2 separate regions of the Mus musculus genome follow, and region 2 is linked to region 1. The links are chromatin contacts, called in public Hi-C maps. All regions are on one chromosome and are shown on one strand. The core of a region is the stretch at or near the end of the contact, and the rest is flanking DNA. Distances in the headings are between cores, read along the strand shown.

Region 1 (6,095 bases), core at 1,858-4,357:
GGGCGAGGAAAAGACTCTTAGAGGTTGTACTTCCTGACAAAGGTCAGGTCGTAACAAGGATCTTAATTCTTTCCCCTCTTCTCCTTTGCTAGAGTTCACACTCCATCATCTCTAAGAGGCTCGATGGTTCAAAACCAAACCCTTCTGTCTTTCTAATTCTGAGGAGAGGGTCTAGGAATGTCCAGTTCCTTCTTGGGATTTAACTGAAAACCACATTGTGTCTATAGTATGAAGACAGCCATCATGGGGATTTGTAGATAAGAACATTATGATTCACAGAGCCGTTCCCCAACAGGTTTAAAAAGCTTGTCTACAGCTACCGAATCTTCAGAGAGAAACATGGATATTACAGGATAGAGGTAAGACTACATACAAAAGGACCGTCAAAGCAAGAGTGCCATTCCAAGTCAGATAAGCAGTGAGCTTTGTCTCTGCTGAGAGAAACAGTCCTGGAGTTATGTTTCACGTTTCAATAACCCTGGCTTTTTCCTCCAAAGCGAAGAGACAGCCAAGCCCACACATGTAAGGCAAAGCATGTGGGCCTGAACTCCATTTAAAACTGTTGTACAGTGAGGTGGTGTGGCACATGACTTTAATCCCAGCCATCGGGAGGCAGGTAGAGTTCTCTGAGTTGGAGGCTAGCCTGAATTCCAGGACAACCAGGGCTACACAGAGAAACCCTGTCTAGGGATTGGGGTGGGGGGAGAACCTGCCACCCCACAAAAACTGTTTTTGAATTAGAAAACTAAGCCATATCCCAGGATGAAAGTATAAGGACAAGTGGGAAGAGCCTCAAATGTTAAAGAGTCAAGCATATCCAGAGCTGTCTGAAAACAGAAAAGGAGACGCTAAACAGCTGCACGTTGTAGGGACTCCTTTAGTTTTTCTGATTTACTGTGAACTCAACAGGGAGATGTCTTTGCTTCGTTTGAATTTAGTTATCTGCCTTAAGAAGTAAGTATAACAAATGTAATAGAATTCTTAATTACCAATATAAGATCTGAAAATATGTCCTGAAAAAGATCTTCAATATGCTTTTGTTTACTGTGGATATCAGAACAAGATTAGAACATACAACAATCCCTGAAATACTTAAGCATCTATTTTTTTCTTTTGCTGAGCAGAACATCCTTAAGCAATTCCTAAAACTTAAATTAATTTTAAAATTCAAACAAGATTAGTAATTAGTACTTTACAAAACTTAATAATCTCATTTGAAACATTGAAATATGGTGGTACAAAGTCTTTGCCTTTTGGACTACTGAAGTACTTATAATTAGTTAAAGAAATACTACACCTTCAATTTGACTCCTCAAATATTCTTGAATATTTTTGAGGTTATAATACATAATTATGCAATAGGATATAATAAGATTGTAGTGTTGCCTCTATCTTTCTTCCCGTTAGACACACTTATAAACTCATCTCTCTTCTCTTCTTTAATTCATGGCTTCTTTTGCTTAATATGATGTGGGAAGATTCACACTTCCTTTTTGTTTTTGTTTTTAGTTTGTTTTGTTGTTTTGGTTTCTGAGACAGGGTTTCTCCATGTAACCTCTACTGCAATGGAAGTCACTCTGTAAACCTGTAGACCAGGCTAGCCTCAAACTCACAGAGTTTTTGCCTGCCTCTGCCTTCCAAGTGCTGGGATTAAAGGCATGCACCACAGCCCAGCCTCATGGCTTCTTTTTATATTGTTATTATTTACCTACACACACACACACACACACACACATGTTCATGCACAGGCATAAACACACACATACACACACAGACACATGCATACACTCACACATGCACACACCTACCTAAATACATAAATATAACCTATTTAGTCTGTGTAATGTCACATGTAGCCATGAAGTTTCACTAACATGGCTATCTGAACATGACTTGAACAAAGACGACTCCAACAGGCATGTTAACATGCGTGAGGGGAAGCTGAAGAGGCCTTGGGCGCACATAAAGAATTACAGGCAACTAAAGGATGCTGGGAGTCAGAGGAATGGTCTTGCCTAGGAAAAAGCACACCAAGCTGGTTATGGAATACCAAAGGGTCAGCCCTGAACACAATTTTTAAAATTGAATATACACCTGTACAGTGGTTGTGGTGGTTCATGCCTGTGATTCTAGCACCTAAGAGGTAGAAGCAGGAAGACCAGAGGTTCAAAGTTATCCTTAACTAGGTAAGGCATTTGAAGCCTGCTTGGGCTACATGAAACCATATATATGGGAATTTTAGTTTTACTATTTTTCCAATTTATATGCCTCTGAAATTACCTCAAGATAAAATGCCTTCTATAAACAGACTATTTTGAAACATATTTTTCCTTTTTCTTGTATACACTGGGGAACTCTTTCTATTCCCTCAGAATCTGCTTTGTCCCTATTATGAACAAAATTGAGAGCTGCCTCCATAGCACATAACTCAGCTACAGAGGGGCATGTGACTAGGTGCGGCTTTGCAGTCACGGGACTGCAGCAGATGGTGGCTAGAGCCAAAGAGGCCCCACTAAAGGAAGGCTCACTGAGGCACTTGCATCTCTGCTCTGGAACTTGAGCATGCACTTCCAAAAAGCTTCTTCCAACCATCCAAGCATCTCTGCTGGCCAATGCTCTAGAACCACCAAAGCGATGATAAAACAAACAAACAAACAAACAAACAAGTCACAAAAAAGCAGGCGAAGGAATCCTTTTTGTTTCTAAATGCCTTCTGTAGGATCCTAACAGAAAAAGAGGATTTTACTTCTATTTTACTTCTAGCTGTTAACCAGAAAAATAGTCTGTGGTTACACCCAGTCATGGTTGACATCATATTCTCAATACAAATAAACTGGGACTTGGTTCTCTTAACTGTACTCTATGGAGAGTCCACATGAATCTTATCTTATAGGTCAGTTTTATAATTTGCACTTTCTATCAGGAGTCCCCTAACTCAGCAAAGGTTAGCAACATGGCAGAGACTGATGTAAGTCTTCGGGACCTTTTACAGTGGATAAGAACCACACCAGACAAATTACCAATGATGGCATTTGCTCAATACAGAGGACCTCTTAAATAGACGTCCCCTATGTACAGAGTAGCTAGGATGAGAGGTTCCTCTTTGAAATGAGGAACCTCAATAAACTGCAGTCAGTGAGAGCACTCTGCCCGAGTTGCTGGCATCTGACTTTCTGCTTGTGGGTTCTCAGAAGCAAGCCTTAAATCCCAGTGTTGCAAGAAGTGTTACATTTTTACCCAGGGTTGCACTATGAAAAGTGGCCTTCTTCTTTTTTTAAAAAATTAATTTATTCACTTTGCATCCCAATATCAGTCCCCCCTCTCCTTCCAGTACCCCTTCACACAGAACTTTCCCCATTCTCCCCTCCCCTTCTCCACTGAGGGGTCCTGCCCTACCTCCACCTCTGCACCTCAAGTCACTGCAGAAGAAGGTGCAGCCTCTCCCAGTGAGGCCAGACAAGGGGGCCCAGATAGGGGAAGTGGATCCGCAGACAAGCAACAGATTCAGGGATAGCCTCTGCTTCAGTTGTTGGGGGACCCACATGAAGACCAAGCTGCACTTCTGCTGCATATTTGCAGGGGGCCTAGGTCAAGCCCTGTTCACTCTTTGCTTGGTGGTTCAGTAAGTGACCTTATGTCTTTGCAGACTAATGCTCATACTCCAAGAACGATCTTTCCAAACCTACAGGAATTGGTCTCCAAATATGGAAAACCGGGTCAAGGATTGGTGGTTCACCTTTCAAACCCAATAATGAGAAACAACCTATGCCAAAGAGGGAGAAGAATGGAGTTAGAGCTGAATGTTTATGGTAAGAGCCCTGACACAGGGTTAGAAGAGCCTGTAATCCTATAATCAGGGATGAGAAGGGGAAGGTCCTGGGAAAAAGGCTGACTTTGAATTCATTCTGTGACCATGTGTAGTCCATTCAAGTTTGGGAATACACTCACATGTGGACAGGTTTTTCACTGGGAAAATCTTGTCAAATCCCCTACCAAGGCTTATTCCTGTTACATTTCCCTCCATTTCTGCTAAGCACTCATTTATAAAGTGAGCAGGGACAGCTTATTTCACATATATCCCTAAAGGTATGAAGCTCTTGAGAATTATGGGGGATAGTCTATATTCATAGAACTCTCAGTTCATATTACAAGCTTACCCTCACCTTCATCATCTACCCATTGCACTGCATTTTGAAAGAATCTAGCATCTGCCCATTGAGGTAACTGTTGAGTTAAACATAGATGCCAAGAGCCATTTCTCTGTGTATGGTTTCATTCTGCCTGAGAGGGATTACAGTTGCCTGTGGGCAGCATCTGTGCTGACAGCAGATCTGCTAACCAGGGAGAAAGATGAGGGCCCTGAGTTCTCAGGGAGCCTGGAAGCATCCACGTTCACTGTCTTCTGTCTGAGCAAAGTCACTCTTTAGGTCACTAGGGTAAGTGTCTCATGTCCATAAAAAGATTAATGTGGAATTTTAATGGTGAAAATAAAGCCTGACCCCTACTCTTCTTTCTGTTGATTCATCACCATTCAGGGGATTGTGTGGCCATCTGATCATTTTCTGTAGGCCCAGCCACAGATATAGCCCCACTGCCTTTTTCCAACAAGATTTATAGAATTAGGAAACATTAAAAGGGCTCAAGAAATAGCTCAGTTTGTATAGTGTTTGTCTTGCAAGTGTGAGGACCTGAATCTGATCCTTAGAAGTGATGGTTTTCAAAATCTCGACATGTTGGCACATAGTCATAATCTCAATGTTGCAGAAGCAACAACAGGTAGGTGTTGGGGGTTCGTTGACCATGAAACCTGGTGAGATCTAGGTAAGAGGAAGACCCTATTTCAAAAAATAGGGTACGTGAAACCTGAGGAATGACAAATGAGGTTAACCTCTGACCTCCACACACACAGGCACCCATGCGCACATGCACCTGCACACACATGCCTACACACTTACACACAAAAGCATTAGGGGAGCCCCACTTGTCACGGAACCCCTCTTTCGCCAAGAAAGCTCCTAGTAGCACGGCAGCCTTGGAGATGTCTCTCTGGTGTGGCATGGACACTGCTTTGTGCCTGTTCTTCTTTCCCTCCAGTGGGGCTCCTGATGGGACTTCGTGGTCTGAAATGTCATGGCTGTCCTTTGCTTTCCCCAGAGAACACTGATAAGGAGTATGTGGACGTCTTGCCTTGAAGACAAGGACATTGGACAAAGCAAGCTAGAGGAGAGATGGCTCTGCTCTCAGCTGCCACATCTGCAAGTGTGAATCTAAAATGCCAATTTCTAGTGAGCCACTGAGATCCTCTGATTGGGATAGCAAGATCTGTTCTGCAACCTTGGAGGAGTCATTTCTCAGACGCCTGCCTCCTGGCATATTCCTCAAGAGGCTCCAAAGCCACTCCTTACTTCTTACTCCCCTATCTTGAAATTGGACAGCCAGAACCCAATCTCCTGTCTGGATAGAGGCAGCTCCCCTCATTCCTTCATGGTTGACAACTTCCGACAGGACAATGGGAAGTGAAGTGGAAAGAGTACTTCATACAGCAGAAAGAATACTCAATAGTGACTTCAGAGTTCCCATCCTGTGACTCTGTGGCTTTGGAGAAATCACCCCCTCGTTCTCAGCTTCTTCATCTATTAAACAATTGGTTGATACACATTACCTGGACTCTCTATTGAGCCAGGTGGAGCAGGGGTTTGAGCAGCAGGATCAGGATCTAAGGATACTGAAGGAGCAAACATGTCCTTCCTACCTGTGAGGTCGTGGTCCTGATGGGGGCTGTGACCCAACCTGAAACTGTAGGTTTTTTCACCTGAGCTCCAGTTCCTGAATAATAAATACTCCTTGACTTGTTACTTATGAATTAATGCCTAAACTTTGAGCTAGAATTCTTACATAGATTGTAACTTACTGAACCCATTTATACCATTCTGTTCTGTTGCATGCCTGCTTACCTCTCCTCAGTGTCATACCTTTGACTTCCTCCCAGACTTGGTCGTAGCAAATCTTTCCTTGCCTAATTATTTCCCAGAGTTACTCTCTTCTTTCTCTGACAGATTTCCTTCCTTCAAATCCTGCCTTAACTTCTTGGCCAT
Region 2 (6,095 bases), core at 1,333-3,832, 330 kb after region 1:
GTAATCCCAGCACACGGGAGAGAGAGCAGGTTGACCAGAGACTAAAGGTCAACTCCAGGTACGTTGTGACTCTGAGGTCACCCTGGGCTACACAAAGACCCCTTGTCAAAAATAAAAAAATTAAAACTTAGACCTGCAGTATGGCTCAGCAGATAAAAGGACCTGTCAACCAAGCCTGCTGACCAGATTTTGACCCCTGGGACCTTCATGCAAGAAAGGGAGAACCAACCCTTGTAAGTTGTTCTCTGACCTCCACACAGTATTGTGGTACACATGGCCACAATCAATCCATCAATGTAAAATCAATACTCATTCCGCTGATGAAAGGAAATTTCCTAACTGGTCCTATCTTCTAACTAAGACCATCTAAAGTCAACAAACATGTACTATTCTGTGACATTCAAGTTCTTTTGGAGGCCAATTGAAAAAACAAATGAATGCCATATTTGGTCACAATTAAGATCTACCTGAGTCCATTTGAGGCCTGGGCAATGGATACCCAAGGCACTTTTATAGTTATTCCCATGAAAGTTTTGACAGGTTTTATTGAATGAAGGATTTCATGAAGCTGGTTTCAAGCTGAATCCCAAAGACAGGGAAAATTTTTCTTGTATTTACCAGGTGCTTGGAGATCGATGTTACCTCATTATGCATGAATTTAGGGAACACCTAACAGATGCCGTTGTTACATAAGATTTCTGGCCACATGGTCAGTCGATATTTGCTAGTTGCTAACTCTGTACTGGACAATAAAAAAATAGATGAAATAATTTCTCTTCTCAAGAAATTCACCTTGATCTAAACAAGGAGTTAACACTGACCTCACAGCCCCAGAATAGCAGTGCATGCCTGTAATCCCAACCTAGGAAACTGAGGCAAGACAATGCCATGAGTTCAAGGCCAGCCAGGGCTACATAGCAAAACCCTCTCTAAATGACCAGACAGGACTGGTATGCAGGTATTTACATGGTACAGAAATAAAACAGAAAAACTAAGGGGTCAAAGTGACTCCAGAAACTAAAGAATAGGTGAGGTATTCTGTGTGGCAGCTAGAGGTGGGGGTGGGGGATGTAGAACCAGGGAAAGTGTCACGAAGGATGCAGTATTTGAGCCCAGCACTGAGGAATTCTATTACTTTCATAAGCAAGAACAGAAAAGATCATTCTGGACAGAGAGCAGAGCCAATCAGGCTGCTGCTATTGGTCCATGTGCTTGAGACCAGAACCTCCTCTCCAAATGCATGTTGACTTTTGCTCTACCAGCTGAGTCCTGTTCAGTTGTCCAGTGAGCTCTTGGGCCTTTCCCAAATTAACTCCAGGACCTTAAGCATAGAGGTTTAGGAGGACATGAGCCAGGCTTCACGCCTCTCCTGAACTCAGACCTCTGTCCTATGACTATACATCTCTGGCCAGAAAGGAAGAGCACTCCACAAAGGCCTTCCCTCTCCTGTTACAGCCGTTAGAGAGAAAGAGAAAGGAAAATGTTGTTCCTCATTTTGAGATCATACAGAAAAAATGATAAAGTCTAACTTGTCCATGGGATTGTTTCTGCATTTGCTCATGTAGAGATACTCACTAGATATACTGTACACAAATATAGTTATAGACATATACAATGGAGAGACAAGCAGACAGACAGACAGACACACATGCACACACACACACATGACTCCAACAGCAAATATCTATAAGAAGATAAATGTAATATGTTGTATATACATGATTAATTAACCCTAAAAAGAAAATAATTCCTGGGGCTGGGGAGACCGTTTCTGTTCCAGAGGAGCCAGGTTCAGTTCCCAGCACCCACATGGTGGCTCACAAGCATCTGCAATCCCAGTGCCAGGGGATCTGACTCCTCTTCTGACCTCTGTGACCTCTGACCAGGCATGGGTGGGGTACACTGAAGTACATGCAGGCAAAACAACCTTACACATAAACACAAAACAAAATAATGAGAGAAAAGATAAGAAAATGAAGATAACTCTTAGCTGGGAGTGGGGGTGCAGATCTAACACTCCGGCGCTCAAGAGCAGGAGATAAGAGGATCATTGCAGGTTCAAGAGCAGCCTGCTCTATATAGCAACTTAGGTATGTTTCCAAGCCAGCTAGTGCTGCATGGTGAAGTCCTTTTAGGTGTCCAAAACCTAAAAAAGCATAGAAAGAAAGAAAGAAAGAAAGAAAGAAAGAAAGAAAGAAAGAAAGAAAGAAAGAAAGAAAGAAAGAAAGGAAGGAAGGAAGGAAGGAAGGAAGGAAGGAAGGAAGGAAGGAAGGAAGGAAGGAAGGAAGGAAGGAAGGAAGAAAGAAAGAAAGAAAGAAAGAAAGAAAGAAAGAAAGAAAGAAAGAAAGAAAGAAAGAAAGAAAGAAAGAAAGAAAGAAAGAGGGAGGGAGGGAGGGAGGGAGGGAGGGAGGGAGGAACTCAACACCTGGATAAACCTTGGGGATGCTAGATATTAAACTAGGTACTTGGGTACTTGACAATGGCAAGCAAGCAGCCAGCACCATTTTGGAGCGGGTTAGTCTGTGGCTTCTGGCTGTATCGAAGCATAACACAAGCATCACTTCAAGTGCCTGTCTGTGGTCTGTGGAGAACACATGTTTCTGCTAACCCTGTCAGGACGGAGGGTGTTTGTGGCGAAGAGGCAGAACCCGGGCCAGGAGCACACTGAACTTGCAGAGCTCAAGGGCTGGAGAGTGGGCTGAGTCTGGGGCCTGAGATGGGGAGGACCGCATCTTCTGCCTCTTTGCTTGTTGGAACCACGGTCTTGCACTCACTGCCCCTGGCCCCAACACACAACTGAAGGCCAGATCCTTGGGAGTTTTGTGCCATGCTGGGAGAACTTTAGCAGAGTAGATTTCCTTTCCCCCTTCCTTTCTCCCTCTTGATTAACATGAATCTGATCTTCCAAAGAAGGAAACGGCTGCTAAGATGAATTTTGTTAAGTATATTTTACCAAAATAAATGTTTTAAAACAATGACATCATGCATTACTTATAAGTATGTATCACATTTCTTATCACGTTGTGAGCTCCTAACAGACACTTGCTGTCCAAGGCCCATCATGACTGCATTAGTGGTGCACTTAGATAAGAGGGCCCGCCCAGGACCTGGAGATGGAGCCCAGTGACTGAGTGTTAACCTCATGCATGCAAGAAGGGTCACCCAGACTTTCAGAGATGTATTTTAGGGCTCAGGATGTGGCTCAGTTGACAGAGTGCTTACCAAGCATGTCCCTGGGTTCCAATCCAATTTAAACCTGGCATAGTAGCCCAAGACTGTAACCTAGTCCTGGGAGGTAGAGACAGATAATCATGAGTAAGGTTATCTTCATCTACATAACAAGTCCAAGACCACTGGACCACAAGATCCTTTTTTAGATTGTGCCTCCTACCCCGTGTGCGTACACGCCCCCCCCCCCAAACCAATCAAACAAACAAACCCCAGATGTGGCAATTTGGTAATATAGTCCCAAGGATATCTCTTCCTAGGCCCTGTGACTAGACTTGCCTGTGAGTGACTGTTTCACCTGGTTATTTAACCACAGTATGTAGCTGGGATAGACTGGTATTCTAGGGAGGTATTTGTGGCCTACTGGTTTTCCAGTTACTACTGTTGATTGCCACAAGTGGTAGGAAACCAAACCAGGTAGAAGGAGTTCTCCTGTACAAAATAGAGAACTACAAGCAATATGTGTAGGTCTCCTTCAGCCACACACCACCGCCCCCAGCTTATGACAAAAAGTGATTTCTGCCAGCCAGTTAGAGTACCATACCAGACTGGTGAAGACAGACGCAAGGGTTTAAGCCGCATATAGAGCACTCTTGAGCCTCTTACAACCCCAGTTCTTCAGCACCTGCAGTCACCCATTAGAAGGGGTTCTGGCAACACCTCGGGGTTCTCCAAAACACAGAATGGGAGGAATAATAATTCTGATTCTCTGATACATACCCACTGCTTCTGTCTGTCTTTTAGATCGACTTATGTCCAACCACTTCTTAGAGCATACAAAGTTCTCTTTAATTCATTACCTCGGCTGATCCTCATGAGAAACTTCTGAGGGAGAGGCAATCGTGGTACCCCCCCCACCCCCACCCTCATGTAGACAAGGAAACTGAGGCTCAGGTGGGTTATGAGATTTTCCAAGGTCAGGTAGATGTAACTGTGGGCTCAAGTTTGGAGGCCAGCCCAGCAGGTAGGTAGATGTAATAACAGTGGGGTCAGGGTTGGAGATGAGACACGCCTGTCCACAGGAGCCTGTCCAGGGCTTCCTTTTCCTTAGTCCTCAGGTTCTGTCACCTGCTCTGTAAACTTGCTGTCCTTCCCTTTGTGGGGGGAGCTTTCTGGAAAGAGGACCAGCTATAAAGCCAAGACCAAAGGAAACATAAGTTGCTTCTCTACGGTTCCCCTGGGGAAGCAGGGATGGCTAATCTAGGATGGCAAAGCCTTCTAGAACAGCTCCCAGAGGCCCCATTGACTCCGAGGCTCTCTGAGCAATTTTCTTCTCCCAACATCATTCTTGCTTCACTGCTCCATGGGTCACCTGACATCACTACAAGACAAAATGCCCAATGTTTATGTTGTCCCCAGCATAGTGACAATGAAATCCAGAAGTTCACACCTCCTCTCACCATCTGGTGTATGGCGACCACAGCAGGGAAGACTACCCTCTCTATCACTCTCCACATAGTGTCTTGTGTCCTTTGCAATGGCCTGGATCCCAAGTCCAACCTGCATACTGCTCACTTTGGGACTGTGACCCAGGGCCCCTGCTTGCCGGAACATTCTCTTTTCACAAAAGAGTTTCCTCCATAGCTTGTGCCTCCTTGTTCATTTTCCAGCCTCAGCCAGGGCCAGCCCTTCAGTGCTTGCTTGCTTTCACCTGGCTGACGCATGCAGGAGCAATGCTACTACATACGTGTGTTTTCTCTTCTCACACCAGTGAGTCACTGTGAGGCAGAGCATTGTGTGGGACTCGAGTGTGAAGAGAAAGCTCATCTGAGACAAAGGTCCAGGTTTCAATGGAGCCTGAGTGAGCCCAAAACCCTGCTTATGCTCTGTTTGTTCCACTAAGATCATCCAAGCTTTCCACCCTTAATCTACTGCGTGAGTCTCATTTTCCTTCTTTGTTGCTATAGGCATTATACTTCTAGGCCAGCCATCTTGGTCATAACTTCACATTTCTAGTGACACTGAGATAGTGCCCAAAACAGGTACACTTTCAAAGGCCGCAAGAAGTCAGAATCTGGGCTGGAGAGATGGCTCAGCTTTTAAGAGTACAGACTGCTCTTCCAGAGGTCCTGAGTTCAATTCCCAGCAACTACATGGTGGCTCACAACCATCTGTAATGGGATCCGATGATGCCCTCTTCTGGTGAGTCTGAAGAGACCTACAGTGTACTCATGTACATAAAATAAATAAGTAAATTTAAAAAAATCAGAATCAATGTTGTTGTAATTATTTGCAGGTATTCCAAAATGTTATTATCTTTAAAAATCCATTGGTGCTAGAGATTTGAGCCCAGAACCTTGTGTTTACTAAGCCATCACCACGCCGCTGAGCTGCATCTCTAGACTTCTTTTGATTTTGAGATCGAGTCTTAGCCAAGTTGCCTGGGTCGGCTTTAAGTTTGCAACCTTCCTGCCTCTGTCTACGGAGTAGCTGGAAATGCAGGCCTGTGCCACCAAGCTTGGCTTTCCTTATTACTTGGGGAGTATGAAGCATTAAATGTGGAGAATATTCTTACCACTATCTCATATGGGAAGAGGCTTAAGCCCAGAACACCGGATATAGAACTCAGAGCCACACTCAGCGATGGCGAATGGAAGCTAGAACTCAAGGCTCCTGGGTTCTGTCCCTGTTTGTGTTCCTTGAGGTGATCGCCGGCTGTGAGGACGGCTTCAGAGCTGTACCCTGGCTCTGGTTGCTGACAGCCCGTTGACCACTTCACAGATGCACAGCTGACTGCAGTCTGGCCTCCTTTACAGAGTAAAGCTCTGTAAAGCTGGGCAGTCTCTGGTGCCCTCAAGGGGCAGAACTGAGAAGTGAAGAATTCACACAAGGTCTGTTAGAGCAGTGGGTCTCAGCTTTCTAACGCT

Evidence for each region. Hi-C and Micro-C count contacts between places; a contact is called where the count stands out from the background.
Region 2: a contact with region 1 is called in a Hi-C map of bone marrow-derived macrophages, with 44 read pairs. The contact joins two enhancer-like sites. A contact is called at or near these places in 17 of 39 promoter capture datasets (the 3T3-L1 cell line, the HPC-7 cell line, HPC-7-derived erythroid cells and 12 more), 10 of 15 datasets of contacts at CTCF or cohesin (the G1E-ER4 cell line, the NIH/3T3 cell line, embryonic stem cells and 4 more), 259 of 484 Hi-C or Micro-C datasets (the 3T3-L1 cell line, 3T3-L1-derived adipocytes, the AML12 cell line and 122 more), 36 of 115 datasets of contacts at active chromatin or transcription factors (the HPC-7 cell line, PVALB interneurons, acute myeloid leukemia and 27 more) and 2 of 9 other capture datasets (adipose tissue and pancreatic islet).

What each region holds. Positions count from the first base shown.
Region 1 is chr1:170,279,489-170,285,583 of GRCm38.p6, forward strand. Sh2d1b1 (SH2 domain containing 1B1) reads left to right here. Exons shown (of 4, transcript NM_012009.5): 2 at 296-359; 3 at 3,647-3,809; 4 at 5,155-6,095. The coding sequence ends at 5,192. Among named protein-coding and RNA genes, the nearest start is that of Sh2d1b1, 5.2 kb to the left of the region's middle. Within about 2 kb of position 3,108, at least 55 of the 459 cell types and tissues checked have an H3K27ac peak or open chromatin away from gene starts, as enhancers often do. A contact at or near this core is called in bone marrow, bone marrow-derived macrophages, erythroblasts and 4 more, where this site is marked.
Region 2 is chr1:170,607,404-170,613,498 of GRCm38.p6, forward strand. No RefSeq gene overlaps it. Among named protein-coding and RNA genes, the nearest start is that of Nos1ap, 21 kb to the left of the region's middle. Within about 2 kb of position 2,583, at least 38 of the 459 cell types and tissues checked have an H3K27ac peak or open chromatin away from gene starts, as enhancers often do. A contact at or near this core is called in bone marrow, bone marrow-derived macrophages, erythroblasts and 4 more, where this site is marked.